Regions from separate parts of the Sus scrofa genome. Here region 2 is linked to region 1. A link is a contact called in public HiChIP or PLAC-seq data. All regions are on one chromosome and are shown on one strand. Each heading gives the region's core, a stretch centred on a gene start, on an enhancer-like site or on the middle of the called end of the contact. The rest is flanking DNA. Distances are from core to core; before and after follow the strand shown.

Region 1 (5,618 bases), core at 271-2,770:
GGTCAGGGCTGGGCTCGTGCCCAAGCCAGCTCCTGGGAGGCAGCGGTGGCCATTGCCACCCCGAGGCAAAATGTAGTGGCCATTGGGGGCAGCGAGGGTGGAGGCCCCCTTGCCCCCCATGCAGATGTAGTTGCTCAGCTCCTCCTCACCGCGGGCGGGCGGGGTGTGGCCCAGGGAATCCGGCGTGACACTGCGGAAGGAACTTCGGAAATCACAGGGGCTAGAGCCATACTCATCGGAAGAGATGAAACCGCCGTCACTGGGGGACCCGGACACAGAAGCACTAGACCGCCGCGGGAAGAGACAGTCCGAGGTGGAGCCATGGCCGCTGGTGCTGCTGGACGACAGGCTGACCGGGCTGGTGGCGGAGGGTGAGCAGCGAGAGGAAGGCATGGGAATAGAGCGGCTGTGGTTAAGAGGCGGGTGCAGCCGGGAGCTGCCTCGATGCCGGTGGGCGTGAGTCCTGTTGGTGCTAGGGCTCACAGGACTGCCGTCCACAGAGGCGGGGCGAGACATGGTGCCTTCCCCATCACTGGACGCACGGACGCGGAAGGAGCCCTGCTTCCCGCCCACCAAGCTGGCCGGGGAGGTGGCAGTGATGCTCTCTGTGCGTGAGCGGCGGGTCAGCCCCACCTGGCTGGGCGGAGGGTTGTTGAGGTGGTGCCTGCGCAGAGGTACACTGATGGGGTTGGAGCAGTTAGAGGAGGACTGGCTCTTGCTTCGAGGGCGGAACTCATCGCTCATGGCCCGCATGGCCTCCAGGATTGTCTCATGCATATTCTGGGCCACCACAGAATCATCCACCTGCATCCAAAACTCCCCGGGTCCCGTCACTGCAGAACGGCCCACTTCGATGAAGAAGAAGTTCTCTGAGTGGCCACAGCGCCTGATGTTCATCAGCTGCAGCACCACAGCCGCCGCCTCCGAGTTCAGCTTCACGAAACTGATGGTCTTGCTGGTCAGGCAGAGGCGGTAGATGCCAATCAGGTTCTTTGTCTGACCCAGGCCTTTGGGTTTCAGGATCACCTGCCAAACCTCCTTGAAGGCGGGTCCTGGGGGCACGTCTCCGTAGCTCAAGTCCTCCCCAGCCTCGCCGAGGCCAGAGCTGCCACTGCAGCTGCCCCCACCGCCTCCCGCCCCGGGGCCTGCGGCCCCGTCGTGGTGGCCCTTGGCACGGTTGTGCAGCTGCAGGAGGGCCTGGTACCAGCTGTCCTGTTCGGCCTCGCTGTCCGCCGCGATGGCAAAGTGCTCGTCCCGGGTGTAGAGGGCCACCAGGTGCTTGTTCTTGGAATCCGCCCGCTTGTTGATGTTGAAGCAGCTCTCCAGGGGGATCGAGCGTTTGGGGGCGCTCGACTTGTGCCGCCACTTCTTCTCGTTCTCGTAGTACTCGAGGCGCGCGGGGCCCCCAGCCTCGCTGGCCGCCCGCAGCACGAAAAAGCGCTTGTGCATGCTCTTGGGTTTGCGCAGGTAGCCCACCTTGCGCACGTCCGAGAAGCCATCCGTCTCGGGAGGGCTCGCCATGCTGCCGCCGCCACCGCCGCCGAGGAGAGGGAGGCGCCGAAAAACAACCGGGTGGGGGGCGGAGGCTCCTCGCCGCGGCCCCGCACATGCAAACAGGGCTGGAGGCGGCAGAAACCCCGACTCCGAAATCCACGCCGCCCTCCGCGCCGGGGAGGGGCAGCCGAGGGAGGACGCAGCAGCTGCGCCAAGGAGATAGCCCCGACCGGAGTTTACTGGCGTTTCATGCCCTGGGGGGAGGCAGCGCGTCCGGCGTGAGTGCAGCCCGGATCCTCGGGGAGCCAAATCTCTTCTCAGCCGCCGCGGCTGGGAAGGAGAGAAGATGCATCGCTCGCCGCCAGGGCTGGAGTCCGGCGCGCAGGCGGCGGCGGCCGGGGGTCCCCGCGTTGCCCCTCCAGGCACGCGCGCCTTCCCTCCTGAGTTCCCCTCTGGAAGTAGCGATTCCCGAGGCAAATTAAATATCCTTGGGCAGGGGGAGGCGAGCTGCCAAGTCCCAACGTTGCACGGGGTTCTCCCTCCTCCTTCTCCTTCGCCTCCTCCTCCGCCTCCTCCCACCCCCCAACCGTCCCCGCCGCCACCAGCCGCCCAAATACCAGCTCAGTCGCAGAGACCGCGGCGCTGCGGCTGTTGCTGCTGCTGCTGCCGCCGCCCGCGGACGCGTCCTCTGCAGCCCCCATTCGGGCCCATCTCCACAGGCGAAGAAAGTGGCTTTTCCACGCAAAACGCTACTGGGGAGCTGGGGACGCGCCGGAGGGACAGGCTCATCCCTGCCCCTCGCTCCAGTCGGCAGGGGAGGAGGGGAGGGGACGAGGGCGGGAGGCAAGGGGGGAGGTTGGGGAAGGAGTCGGGGAAGACGCCTCTTCCCCGGGAGGCGCTGCTGCAGCAGTTACTTCTCCCCGCCTCCCTCCTCCTCGGAGAGTTGCCGAGAGCCCCAACCAAAACAAGCAGCGGCGTCTGGCTCTGCGCGTCGGCCCCCTCCGACCGCGCCGCCGTCTCACTCAGGAGAGAAACACGTGATGGAGCCTCCGCGCTCCGCAGCCCGGCTGCCGCCGCCGCCGCCGGGAGGCTCCCGCCTGGGTCTCTACATTCCCGGTTGAGCCCGCCCCGCGCCCGCCCCTCTCCGCCCCCCGGTCGTGCCGCAGAGGCGCCCGCGCCGGCTTCAGCGCTGCGCTCGGGCAGCGCCCCTGCGCGGCCGCCCGCCCTGGCGCAGAGCCTTCCTCCCCGAGCGCCACCCAGGGTGCCCCCGGCCCGCAGGAATCCCCGCCGCGGGCGCGGGCGGGGGTGTTTGGGTGGCTACCCGAAAGCACGAGGGGAATCTGGGAAAACGGGGGGTGTGCGTGTGCCGAACTCGGGAAGACGCAGGAGTGAGGGTGGGGGGCGACGGGCGGGGAGTTGGGGGGCGGGCACTGCGGCTACAGAGCCTAGCCTGGGAGGGTCCGGGAGGAGGGGGCGCGGGAGCTGGGCTAAATCTTTCCTAACAGGTAAGATCGACTCTTCCGGAGGGAGGTTTTTTCTCCCTGGAAATATAAAAGCTGGATTTCAGTTTCAGGGTGATAGGCCATAGTGAAATCTTTGTTTTTGCGAGGTTTTCTAAAGGACTTAGGAGCCAGCCTTCCACCTTGGAATCCCCGCATTTGCGGCAGTGAGGTACCTCAAAGGAACGCCCAAGGGCAGTGATTGGGGGGTTATGGGCACTCGAGAACAAGAGGGATCTCTGAGAAGCGTTGTACCTCCCGCGTTGCGGTGTTAGCAGCAGATCAATTAGGAAGAAAACGTAAATATCCAGTTTCTCCTTTTCCCCACCCCACCCCCAGCGAGGGGGCGGGGATTCGCACCTTGGGATGAAGGCTTGGGGAGAAAAATGAGACGCCAGCCCCTCGTCATACTCCGAAATCTATTTATGACTTCCAAAAGATGTTAGGGACCTACAGAGGGTTTGTAAGGCCAAAACCCTACTATGTAAATACTGCCTGAAGTGTTTGTTTCACACACAGCTTCCACACCCACTGAACCACCCCATAACGTTTTTACCCTTGACCACAAGGATAATCGGGAGAAAACAAGAATGGTGCCAGCTCAACTGTACAGGAAAATGAGTTCTTCATGAGAAGGACAGACTCTTACACAGTTACCTTGCGGTATCAGGCTCACCACAAGCAAATGATCCCCTAAAGTTTTTGTGTTTTTTTAAGCTGACCTGTAAACAAGCAGGCTGCCCTCTGCTTGTCCAGCTGGCATTAAGGACCCTTTAGAAAATGACGCTAGCCCCTCTGTTTAGGGCTTATCTTATTTTCCCACCCCATTCCTGGCGGGTTTGGGGTCTCCGCCCCCTCTCAGCGCTGGAGACCCTGCTCGCGGGGAAAAGCAGCAGTAGGGCACTGGGCATGCTCAGTGTTCGGACGGACTGGGCGGTGGAGGAGCGCGCCTGGGCCTAATACCAGGGTGAGGGGCGGGGAGTTTCTTGGGGGAGCCTGCTGATTGGTGGGACTGCCTGTCTCTCAGGCCTTGTTTGGCAGGAGGGGACGTAGGGAGAGAGGGTGAGGGTACCAAGGTAGGTTGCAAAGCGTAGTAAGAAAAAAAGAAAAAAAGAAAGAAACGAAAAAGAACCAAAGGCGCCATTCAGCAGCGTACGATATGTGAACTGGGGGAAGCCAGTATCTGAAGAGGGGCTACTGCCCACCGAAGCCAAGGAGCTTCTCATTTCTTCCCTCACAGTGTTCCCTGCCATCGTGCAGCCTCACTTCAACCTGGTTAATCTGTAATTTGTGTATACGCTGTTGAATTGAAAGCCCGTCCTTCTCTATCTCTGACAGCCTGGTGATGTGGGCACACGTGCCCACTACAGCAAAGCTATAAATAGCAGATAGAATCTGGTAACGAGGCGGCAGTAACAGTGACCGAGATTCTGGGGTAATAGCGAGCTTTGTGGTGAGCAGAGAAGAGGGATGCGGAGCGGGGTAGTCCGAAGTTAGTAGTAAAGTAACTGGTTTTACATTTGGAGAGGAAAAAAAAAAAAAAAAAGATAAAACAGTTGTTTACTAGTAACAGTGTAATCTAAGGCCAAAGGGCTTTTTACAGGTTTGATGTTTAGCGCCGGATGGGGGTGGAGAATATTTCACATTTTATAGGAAAAACAAACCAAATCTATTTACTTTTGAAATGATTTCCCCAACCCTCCTCCCCAAAGCTAAAAAAAAAAAAAAAAGAAAGAAAGAAAAAAGAAATATACCTCTATGGAAAACAAAGTACCCTTTCCTGGAAAGAGAGGTCTGGAAGATCAACTTAAAATTTGCAAATATTCTAGAATAATCATCACAGAAAGATTAGGATTTTGATCACATAAAACTAATTATTATAAAAGCTTTTTTAAAAAAAATCTCAGTGGGAAAGAATTTCCGCTTAAAGCAGAAATTCAGTTTCGGTGGCTAAAATATTCATAAGAAGTCGTGAAATAAGCCAGATTGCTGTGCCATTTTTTTCCAAACCAATGGATTTCACGTGGTAGCTAATCATTGAGCATAGGATGTTATTGTCCTTTCTCCCTACCTGCTGATGTTTTACCACCCACGTTAAAGGTGGTTAATATTTATTATAATTATTAATATGATAATTTCACATTTTCTACATTTTTATTAATGCACTGAGAGAACTCTGGAAATGCACATTTGGTTCATATACAGAATAGAAAGAAATGCTTTTGTAGAAACTGAACTGAAGTAATTTTGAGCAGGTACAAGTATTATCCTGTCACCATACTCCAAATTAGTCTTGTGGTGTACAGTAGTGAAATATACTGTATGAAAAATTGACTCCTAACTGAAAATTCACAGAAACCAAAAAGCAGCCCCACCAAATGTATTGCTCAATGCTGCCATCTGTAGGACAGCTACAGATGATTTGGGTAGCAGGCTAAAGTGCATTTTAAAACTACCAGAGCTGAGATAATGATTCAACCAAACACTAGAACAGCTACGTTGACAAATGCAGTTATGATTCCAGGAGTTAAAACTTTACATGTCATGGGTGCACTGTTGGGCAGTATGTCTACAATTAGCTGTAAAATGGAAATATTCATGTGTTTGAGATGCCATCAGGGATAT
Region 2 (5,622 bases), core at 1,336-3,835, 39 kb after region 1:
AGATTTGTGAACTGTACAAAGGTTGTGACCACAACTGCTCTGTACTCAAGAACATTTTAGGAACACGCATTGAAGTGGGATGGCTTAATTCCAGGTATTGTGGTTCTCCCTCAAAACTTTGATAAAAATAGAAAATTGTCTGGGCTATGACACAGGTCTTAAATATTACACATATGGTGCATGACACTGCCGTTTCTCACAATTAAGATACACGAATACTATTAAACTTTCAGGAATCATTATCTTACAAGGTAATCTAATAACTACATGACTTTTATGTAAAAGGACTTCTTCAGGCACTAAGTCTTTGGTTTTCAAAGACTTGCCTCAGTGAAAGGATCCTGCTGACTACCACACACATTCTTTAAGGTATACAATTATTATCCAAGTAACCTGTTTTTTCAATTTAATGGAGATTGACTATGATACATGCTAATTTCGAGAGGCTTAAAAAAACTCCTTTCTGCTCAGTGAAATATATGGGACAAAAAGTTCATTTTTAAAAAGCCAGACATTTCTCTTAAATGACTATAAAATTTTCATTAATATTTGAAATTGAATATAATTAAGTATATTCTCAACCCCTATATATAGTGATGCTTTTATAAGAATACTGTACTGAGCCTTGATTTGTGGCTCCCTTAAAATCACCTCTGTATTTGATATATTTAGATCAGGACAAGAAAAATGATTCAATTACAGAAAGGCGTGAATGGTATTAGAGAATGGAAGATAAGAATTAGATTTGGAGTTCCCGTTGTGGCGCAGTGGTGAACAAATCTGACTGGGAACCATGAGGTGGTGGGTTCAGTCCCTGGCCTTGCTCAGTGGGTTAAGGATACAGCGTTGCCATGAACGGTGGTGTAGGTCACAGACGTGGCTCAGATCCCATGTTGCTGTGGCTCTGGCCTAGGCTGGTGGCTACAGCTCCGATTCAACCCCTAGCCTGGGACCCTCCATATGTGGAGGGAGCAGACCTAGAAAAGCAGACAAAAAAAAAAAAAAAAAAAAAAAAAAAAGAATTAGCATTAAATTGATGCATATGGTCATGGCTCAGGATAAAGGGGAATCTCTTCTTTTTGAGAAATCATTTTTTTTCTAGGGAAATATACAAAATATTTTATTGGTAATTCACCTTTACTTTTCAGCGGATTTTCTATTTCCAGAAATGCAGGTTCTCACCGTCAGGCAAACTTTCTGATGAGCATATTAGTTTTAGAAGAAAGGGATAACTTGTAAGGCTCATGGAACATACTTGCAAATTATTATGATTCTTCTTTATCACTTGAAAGTCTTATAAACCCTGCACGTGTACCAAATCTTCATTTAAATTTCAAACACCAAAATAAACAATTCCATGAAGAATTCTTGCAATACAAATGATCATCAAAGCTCTTCTGATTTAGGCACTTTTTAAGTAGACTATCTAAACACAGCTGCCACAACTTTCAATAAATACAGAGCTGCATAAAACCACCTGCATTTTATCTATTCCTTGCAAAAGGCCTATCTTCCCCCCTAGTTATTAGAAAATTTTGTATCAAATAAGATATTTTCTGGAGTTCCACTGGTGGCTCAGTGGTAACTAACTGGACTAGTCTCCATGAGCATGCGGGTTTGACTTCTGACCTTGCTCAGTGGTTAGGATCCAGTGCTGCATGAGCTGAGGTGTAGGTCTCAGATGCCACTGGGATCTGACATTGCTGTGGCTGTGGTGTAGGCCAGCAGCTGTAGCGCCCATTAGACCCCTAGCCTGGGAACTTTCAAATGTCACAGGTGCGGCCCTTAAAAAAAAAAAAAAAAAAAAAATACTTTTCATATTGCATGAAAACAGCATTTAACTTAACCAAACTCCTACAATGGAACATAAAGCTTGTTCCAGACCAGAAGCAGAACCATAAAGTTCTGCATCAAATGATACATTAATAGAGATAATTTACCCCTAAAACCTTTAAATGGACAAAGAAATGCAGCCTCAGACAGAAGCTTTGGGGAGTTTAAAGTACACCCTCGATCTTCTTTTGCTGGCCTACTTTGTAACCTGAAATAGGAGATGGGCAGCTGTACCGCTGTCTGATAAATTATGATTTCTGCCTCTTCGGCCAACCCCTTCACAAGTAGTATGTGACTCCTCCAGGCAGCAGGTCTTGGCCTTGCGGCAGAGCTGGCGCCCAAAAGGGCAGTTTCTCAGCCACGATGCGCCTCACTCGCTGCTTCTCAACCCCGCGTCTGCCCTTCGAATGCAAGGCTTTTGCTTGCTTTACGCGTGGTAGGCGGCCAGTTACTTATGGCAGGAAGGAATATTATTGTCCGCGTGCCACTTGGCCCTTGGAGGAACCGGCGAAGGTACCTGCCCTTCGCACCGCGCTCAGCGCAGTTCTTTCCCTGATGTATCCAAAGAGCTTCCTGGAGACCACCGCCGTCGCACGCGGTCCGAAGGTCCTGCCAACAGAGACAGGAGCGCGGGCGCGCGCGCAACTGAGCATGCGCCTCCTCCCGCGCGGCAGGACCGTCCTCCCCCGCCCCGCACCGGCGGCGCGGGCTGCGCCTCTGTCAATCACGTTCTCTCCCCGCCCCTCAGGCCGCGGGGCCCTGGAGCGCCCCGGAGCCGGCGGCCCTGCGTGATGACGCACGCGGTCGCGAAGACGTGGGGACGCAGGCGGGCCGTAGAGAGCGTGAGTTTCCGCATCTGTTTGGCACTTTTGCTGTCGGTTATTCAGCGCGGTCTCTCTGGTCCTTTCGTGGGACCGCGGGCGGCTGCGAGGGGCTGGGGGCGGCGGGCAGCGCCTCCCGAGGCCGAGGCAGGACCGGGGGCGGAGTTGGAGGCGCAGCCTCCGCATCCTGGGAGCTCTTGTTCCGACGGAGAACCGAGAGGGGCTTTCCCGGAGCGACTCTACTGGGGGCCCGGTCTTGTTGACCTGGTCTCTGCTCGAGGCCGATCGCCCCGGGAACGACGAGCGGAGGGGCTGGGAGGACAGGGCTCGCTCTGTGGGGGGATGAGGTGGGAATTAAAGGTTTCCTTTCGAAAGCGGGAAGTTTGAAGCGATGTTGCATCAGCAACAGCTTGCAGTTTCAGTTTCTCTAAAGCGTAACGCGATTTCTCTGAACAAGTGTGTTGCAAACACTCCTAAGTAGTGGTGTTTCTCTTAATAGGGCATCGGAAATACACGAAGTGTATTTAACCCTTTTCTGTCCAGGCCTTAAAACTTCTCCAGAATCCGGTCTTTTGCTTGTTTTTGCAAACCGAGCATAAATTATTTTGAAGACTCGGGATTACCATTAAAATTATTGCGTAGTCGTGGTTTAGTCATCATGGTGGGTGGGTCCCTCTGTAGTGAGGGCTGGGCTTTGCTGCTGTTTTTTTTTTTTCTCTTTGGAATTGCTTTTTTTTTTTTTTTAAATCTGTTTAATATTTCACATTTATATGCCTTTTTTTTCCTTTTTTTTCTGGTTCTAATAACCTTTAAATCTAACAACTAATTTGTTACTAGTGTGGCAGGACTTTGGAAAGCAAGTTATCTTAGAAGAATGCGGTGCATTGGAGTCTAAATTGTCCCAAGACTACCAGCATTAACATCACCTGGGAACTTGTTGGAAATGCAAATTTTGGAGTCTTACCCCAGACTAAATGAATGAGAAATCCATTTTAACAGGACTTCCAGTTGATCCCAATGCACCTGGGTGCTAAAGTTTGGGAATTACCGGCTGTCGTGATAAAGAATAACCATTGTGGAGTCGCAGAAGGGAATTTGAATCCAGGTGAAGCTTTTCCTAGGTGTAGGGCCTGAGACAAGTTAAAGTTTACTTCATAGGGTTGAAAGTATTCAATGTGAGTATGCAGGAAAAATGTTTAACACACCTAGAAAACACTCAAAAATGAGATATGATCAAGTAACTTGTTAGAACTGTCTAAAATGAGTACATAGAGGATGCTGGAAGGATTCTTCCTTGGGTTAGATAGGAGCTGTAGGAATATCGCTCTCCCCTCTGGGCAATTTATTTGCTTATGGATTCTTACATTGTATACAGTTGAGGTTGTTGGATGTAGGATATTTAGTGAAAAGTTATAGTAGTATGTACTGATTAGCCCAATGGTGTAGCCTGTTAAAGAACTACATTAGTAATTGTGTTAAAGAGTAGTTTTTAATTCTTTGGCCTTTTGGTATCGAGCTGAGTTATGTATCTTACTTTGGCCCAGAATTTGGTAAAAAAGGTAGACTGGGTAACTGACTAGAGATCAGCCTTAGTCTTAAGAGTTGAGAAGAATTAGGGAGCAGAGACTTGGAGCAAGAGGCCAGACTGACGATGTTTCCTTATCTTTCCTTCCCACATGTCATACAGCTCCACGATCGCAAAGAAGGCCTCGCTCGTCAGGTCCTCTTACCCTGTTTTCTAGAAGCGTCACAGGAGTTCAGTTAGATACGCCCCCCCCATATGCTGTTTTTACAGAACGTCAGTTGCAGTGTTTACTTATAATTTTTTCCTTCCTTTTTGGGGTGGGGGTGCGGGATAAAGAGAAGTCAGGATTTGAAGCAGTTTCCCTAAAGCCTAGACTCATTGTGATGTTGAGAAGAAGAGTTAGTGCCACACTGTGGCTGAAACAACACTTTGATCAGCGTTCCCTGCTCCCAGGGCCAAGCAGTGGCTTCTGGGTATTGTGAGTGAGAGGGTTTTCAGATGAACATAAGTCAGTTTGGATATCAGCTTCTAGAAATAATTTTTATTAATGCTACTGTGAACTTAACACTGTCCCATCATAAAGCATTTGTTTTTCAAAGGCCCTATTTTTCTTGTTCCTGTGTCAGAGAGGCAGATCTATGGCAGTGGTTTTGGGTGGGGAAGACTCTACCTTTTGAATCCTGCCTCTGCTACAAACTGATCATGTCCAGAGGACAAGGTAACATCCCCCAACCCTAATTTCCTCTTCTGTGAGGTAGCAGGCGTGGTGTGTGACTGCCTCAGGACGTTGAATAAAATGAAGTCCACTACGGAACATGTCTGTTAGGCAGAGAGGGTCAATACCTCATGCATATTAGGGAAGAAAAGGTAGTTATCACTTCAGCCTCACTTGATCTCGTTCTTTTCTTCATGTTTTTATAAATGACTTAATTTTGTTATCGCCTAACTGCGCTACTTTTCTTTTTAAGCAAAATGCTGAAGTGAAGAGTTCAAGCTTTCACATTGTTGTAAATGAGAGCGCAAACACGTGCAGAAAACTTAAACTCTAAACTTGGTAGAAAAACAACATCTTCAGTTCCATTATCATAACAGAGCAACTTCTATAATAAAATGTTTTAAGTATTTCCTAGAAGGTCAAGTTCAGGGGATGATTAATATTTAAGTGTTTTCAGATAGTTGATGGGATAGTCAGCTGTAGAAGGGAGCCGCTATGTTACAGGGGAAGAGACTTCACTGAAAAAATGCACCAGAGTAAGAAAAGGCTATTAGCTCTGAAATTATTTCTTTTTCGATATGGATGCTTAATGAAAGCAAAACGAAAAGTTTTATATTCCACTTAAAAAAAAAAAAATGATCGAAGAGTTCCCATTGTGGCTCAAACAGCTAGTATCCACCGAGGATTCAAGTTCAATCCCTGGCCTTGATCCGTGGGTTAAAGGATCT

The links. HiChIP or PLAC-seq counts read pairs in DNA pulled down with a chosen protein or histone mark.
Region 2: an H3K27ac HiChIP or PLAC-seq map of skeletal muscle shows a contact between it and region 1. The contact joins the promoter of RHBDD1 here to the promoter of IRS1 in region 1. A contact is called at or near these places in 2 of 47 Hi-C or Micro-C datasets (fibroblasts and skeletal muscle) and 2 of 2 datasets of contacts at active chromatin or transcription factors (alveolar macrophages and skeletal muscle).

Annotation. Positions count from the first base shown.
Region 1 is chr15:128,305,764-128,311,381 of Sscrofa11.1, forward strand. It overlaps IRS1 (insulin receptor substrate 1), which reads right to left and starts at 1,521. Exons shown (of 2, transcript NM_001244489.1): 1 at 1-1,521. The coding sequence starts at 1,521.
Region 2 is chr15:128,343,730-128,349,351 of Sscrofa11.1, forward strand. RHBDD1 (rhomboid-related protein 4) reads left to right here and starts at 2,586. Exons shown (of 7, transcript XM_021075277.1): 1 at 2,586-2,675.